Regions from separate parts of the Mus musculus genome. Here region 2 is linked to region 1. Evidence: chromatin contacts called from public promoter capture Hi-C data. All regions are on one chromosome and are shown on one strand. Each heading gives the region's core, a stretch centred on a gene start, on an enhancer-like site or on the middle of the called end of the contact. The rest is flanking DNA. Distances are from core to core; before and after follow the strand shown. Region 1 holds the start of Smyd2 (SET and MYND domain containing 2). Region 2 overlaps Rps6kc1 (ribosomal protein S6 kinase polypeptide 1).

Region 1 (2,594 bases), core at 56-2,555:
GTGTTAAATAAGCACATTAGCTCAATGGTACCCAGTAATGAAGGGTTATTATTACGTGGAATTGAAGGATCCAGGCCTACACTTTGTCCAAGTTTATAGTCCAGTGATGTCCATGGTTACTAAAATGGATACATGGACCTACAAGATAGTTCAGAGTATAAAGGCACCTACCACCAAACCTGACAGACAAATCAGACACAGGCCCCATGTGGTAAAAGGTGAGAACCCACTCCTGCAAGTTGCCCTCTGACCTCTACACATGTTTCCAGCACACATACAGGGGTATGCTCGCACACATGCACTCATACTTACAAAAAAAAAGGGTAATAATAAAAAATAAAAATGGGCCAAAGAACCCATACCCACGGTGCCCTTTCCTTGGAGGAAGGCTTATTCATATTATCACTAAAGAAATTTTATTCACGGGTTCCAAATCCCCCATTCTATGATTTGCCCTGTGAACGAAAGCTGGAGAGAAAAAAAAAACAAACCTGCAGCTGGCACTGACCCTCTTTCTGCAAAGCTAATTAACCGACTTGAACTTCAACCTTTGCGGAGAGGCTGCAATGTCTGGAGCTTATTGGCAGTTTTCCTTGGGCCCTCTCCAGTTCCCTTAATAGCTACCCGTTGCCTATCCTGTGTCTAACCTACCAGCTCGTGAATAACAGGTAAAACCGCCTGGAACATAATCAAGCCATACATTGAGAGTGCAGTCAGATTGCATCTGAGGCCTGTAGCTGAGGTTCCCTCCCTTCTGCAGCCAGCCTACCTGGGGGGTCCCACCGACATATTTTTGACGTCTTGATTTATGACTTTCTTTTTCTGTTATTATGGAATTTTTTTTAATCAAATTGTTACAACGTTGGAACGTAGACTTTGGGGTAACCCAAACCTGGCCATGACCCCTCCTATTGGCTCCAGAATGAACTCTCTCTAAGTTCCCTGGGAGGTGAGAACTGTGTTTTTTAGCACGCACAGCTCAACTGCAAACCACACTCATTCATTCCCTGCTCCACCACCCGGGATCTTAGTGGGGACGCTGTCTGCGGGCACAGCGGGTGGTGGCCTGGGTGGCTTGGGACTCCAGCCTTCCTCACCGGGCAGCGCAGCCTGGCGGGTGCAGGCGGACTCCCGTGCGCGCGCCCTGCGCACCGCCCTCCCGCCCCGCGCTCCGGGGCGCGGCCAGGGCACAGCACCCGCCCCGAGCAGAGCGCCGAGTTCCTTGAAGGCCGGCGGCCGCGGCAGACCTGCCTTCGCTCCCTCCCTCCCTCCCGTGACGCGCGTGCCCCGCAGCGCGCAGCCGCAGCGCCGCCAGCATGCGCGCCGAGGCCCGCGGCGGCCTGGAGCGCTTCTGCAGTGCGGGCAAGGGCCGGGGGCTCCGCGCGCTGCGGCCCTTCCACGTGGGCGACCTCCTCTTCTCCTGCCCGGCCTACGCCTGCGTGCTCACCGTGGGCGAGCGGGGCCACCACTGCGAGTGCTGCTTCGCCAGGTACGCGGGGACCGTGCGGGCGGGAGGGGCCACGCGGAGCCACGTGCGCCGCGTCCGCTGAGCCACGGCCTGCCCCGCAGCCGGACCTGCGCCGCCCCACGCGTGTCCGTTCTAGCTTAGGTTCTCTGTGGTCCCGAGGCCTCCCGAGCTGTCCTGAGATGGGCGGCTCCCCCACCCCCTAGGGAGTGATGACCCGATCAGCCAGGGACGCTTCCGGTCATTCTGGAGGAGGGAAGCTATGGAACAGACACGCCTATGAGACTGGGCTCCGTGGATTGGGATGAGGGGACACAGTTTGTTGGGAGAATATTTGATTGTACTACTTCATACATGTCCTGAGTGTGTAGATGCTGTATCCACGGCCACATGCTAAGCCTTAAGGTAGTTGCGGATCAGGAAGGTGCGTTGGGATTCCCCCATCCCACCCTGTGTCTTCATTTTACAGACACACTTTATCTTAAAGGCCGAGAAGAGATCATTTTACTGTTGGGACACTAAAGCCCAGAGAGGAAGGGTAGCTGTGTATACACAAGGCACTAATTAGGGGCTGGAGCCTGGCCTGTCAGGACTGACACGTCCCGCCCACCCACTTCCTTGCTTCCTAAGTTTGCTGAGGTAGGGGGTCTGGCTTTGGAGTTGAGCCTGTCCCAGGCCATCTGTGGATGCCTGAGGAAGGAACCCTGCCTGACTTGCTTTGAAGGTCAGTGTCATCACCTTTGAAGTGGAGATGGTGGGCTAGATTAAGCTAACCTGGGGTTCTGCAGGTACCTCTTGCGGGCTGCCCCCAGTCCTGCACTCCACGAAGCTCTCAGCCTCCCAGACTCGTGCGCCTCGTTCTACAATAAGACAACAAAAGAATGGACAAAGGTTGCATATTAGAGTAATCTCGGCCGGACTCCCTGCCAGAACTGTCTTCCGCTGGGGGGGACCTGGAAAGGAACTAGACGCAGAAGCGTGCCGTGGGCAGCGGAAGGGCTGTATGTGATGTGCCTCTTTGAATTGGCGAGCCAAGAGCTAAAGGGTCATGGCACCACTTTGCGACGTTTGAGTGAAGTGAGCATTGGGTTTTCCCAAAGTTAAAAAGGCTGCTGCAACTGGTCCCTTG
Region 2 (2,594 bases), core at 39-2,538, 860 kb before region 1:
TAGGAGCACTGGCTGCTCTTTCACAGGACCCGTGTTCAGTTCCCAGCACCCATGTGGCAGCTCACAGCCACCTATAACTTCAATTCCAGTGGATCTAACACCCTTTTCTGGCCTCTGTGGACAACTGGCTTAAATATGGGGCACATACATACACATACGGGCAAAACAGTCAATCATATATATTAAATAAAACAATCTAAAACCCCCCACTTCACAAGCTTCTAATCTAAATGTTCTTTGAACAATTAAAGCTTTAATTAACAGTTTTATGTTGATTTACAATGCTAGCAAAATAATTCCAAGTAAAAATTTATTAGTATTTTGTTTGTTTGTTTGTTTGTTTGTTTACTTTTGAAACAGGGCCTTACCATGAAGCTCTGGCTAGCCTCAAACTGTAAGACCAGGCCGACTTTGAACTTAGAGTAGCCCTACTGTCTTTGCCACCTGAGTGAGAGGATTAGGTGTGTAAAAGTGTGTGTGCGGCACTCTTCTGTGGTTGGTAACACCAAAGATAAAGAATGGGTTCTCAGACTTTGTGGCTACACATTTGGAGGCTCTTTATGCTATGGGTGTGGTATGGGTTCTGGAGTTGATGTGCTTAAATTAAAATTCTCACTTGGCAGCTTAATGCCTGGATAATCTTAAGCAAGTTACTGATTTCTTGGAGTCTCTGTTTTCTCTTTATGAAAGGAATGAAGGATAGGTTTCCATAGAGTTACAGTCAGTTCCTAAGTTAACCTGTGTTATACAGCCAGTCTCCTGCCTGTGGGCAGAAGCTTAACTGGTTGACAGGCAAGCTATAGAGACATGGAGGCTAAGCTTAAAATCAAAACCAACAAACAGAGATGTCAGAAGTGCATTGCAGATAGTGCAGTGTATGTGTGTGTGTGTGTGTGTGTGTGTGTGTGTGTGTGGTGAGGTGTGTGTATCAGCAGACTTTCAAAGCTGGCTGAAGTGGGTTACCAGACAAAGAAACAGACTGACAGCTATGATAGTTTGTGGGCAGAAACTTGAGGAAATTGGGTTATGAAACCTAGCTGAAGCACAACAGTGGATGCAGAGAAAAGCACCATTGATGGACGTTGTCTTAGGTGACCCCAGATGTGGGACTTAACAAGACTCACAAGTCACTATGAAGATTGTCAGAGAACTAAGGTGTCAACTGTGAACTAAGTAGGTTTCAAACTGAAAGCTTAAGGGAGAGCAGGTTGGGGCCTAGCTTGAGAAGTTCACTGAGTGGAAGAAAGAAGTCCCTGGGGATGCAGCGTCACATCCGAGACAGACTCCGGAGCCTTGGGCAGTGGGAGTGGCTAGTCTGAAACAGACCAGATCTGTGAAGAACAGTGGACAGGGCCAGAGGGGTCTGAGAGGCAATATTTTCCTTTCAAATGTGCCGATGTACCTGAAGCAAGACTCCAGAAGAAAACAGAGCAGGGAAAAGTCTCAGAAGTACTTGAAGCGATAGCAACTGAAAATGTTCCTGGCTTCCTGAGCAACATGGAAGAAACTTAGCAGACTGCACAGAGAAGAACGAGAGTCACAGGCAGACACACTGATGCAGATCGATGGAAGGCAGAAAGAGAGGGAAAATGTGGAGCCAGGAAGAGAGAAACTGAAAACTGTTCCCAGGGGCTGGGGTGGGGGTGGGGCGCAGTAATGCTTGTTTCTTCATCAGCCCAACAAAGAATGGAGGGCACTGTAAGCGCATGCGTGCTGTGGAAGGGAATAGCACTCAGCCAGGATTCAGAAAAAGTGTTTTTCATAAAAGGTGAAATAAAGACACTACCAGAAAAAGAATGACTCAGTAACTGGCAGCCAGGGATGCACATGTAGGAGCTAGGGACTCTCTCAGGGTGGAGGGAGTGGTGGACTTAGGTCTGAGCATGCAGTGAACAGAGTACAGTGAGAGACAAGTTAAAAAAAAACCCAACTCTAAATGTATTTCTCCTATTCATCTTCCCCACCTCTTATAAAAGATACAGAATGTGTAGTAATAATTATGAGACAGCATTGTTATCACATACACAGATGCACACACTCATATATGTATATATCTTTGTGTAAGTCCATTCTTCATCCACAAATTCAAACAACAAACCAAATATGTATATATTCTAAAATCTATGCTATCTGGACTTGGCAGTTCACACAGCACAGCTCAGCATGTGGAATATCAAGATAGGAGGATTACCATGAATTCAGGGCCAGCCTGGGCTACATATTGAGTCATTTCAGGCCAATCTGAGTCATAGTATGAGACAATGCTTCAAAAAAGGAAAGCTATGTGCATGATTTTCTTGTCACCTCTCTCAGTACAGTGCCATGCAGGGCCTGTGTGCGTATCGGTTACATTGTGTTGTGAGTTAAAGTTCTCCGAGATGATTCGAGTGTATAGGAGGACATGCCGATACATTTCTGCAAACACTGTCAGGGACTTGAGCCCCATGGGTCTTGATATTCATGCAGGCTCTACAACCAGGACCCCATAGATACCAAAGGGTAACTCTGCCTAGCATTAGTAGAGGGACAGAGTTGGACCACGGTGGAAGAAAACTCTTGCCAGTTACTGCGTTAGTACTATTCTGAAGTAGATT

What was found. Promoter capture Hi-C pulls out the DNA fragments that hold promoters and counts their contacts.
Region 2: a contact with region 1 is called in a promoter capture Hi-C map of trophoblast stem cells, with 5 times the contacts expected there. The contact joins the enhancer-like site here to the promoter of Smyd2 in region 1. A contact is called at or near these places in 9 of 39 promoter capture datasets (the 3T3-L1 cell line, the C10 cell line, cranial neural crest and 5 more), 1 of 15 datasets of contacts at CTCF or cohesin (stem cell-derived epiblast-like cells) and 11 of 115 datasets of contacts at active chromatin or transcription factors (acute myeloid leukemia, bone marrow-derived macrophages, cardiomyocytes and 7 more).

The regions. Positions count from the first base shown.
Region 1 is chr1:189,921,002-189,923,595 of GRCm38.p6, reverse strand. Smyd2 (SET and MYND domain containing 2) reads left to right here and starts at 1,305. Exons shown (of 12, transcript NM_026796.2): 1 at 1,305-1,489. The coding sequence starts at 1,317.
Region 2 is chr1:190,776,530-190,779,123 of GRCm38.p6, reverse strand. All of the region lies in intron 14 of Rps6kc1 (ribosomal protein S6 kinase polypeptide 1), which reads left to right. Among named protein-coding and RNA genes, the nearest start is that of Gm39738, 17 kb to the right of the region's middle. Within about 2 kb of position 1,288, at least 12 of the 459 cell types and tissues checked have an H3K27ac peak or open chromatin away from gene starts, as enhancers often do. A contact at or near this core is called in trophoblast stem cells, where this site is marked.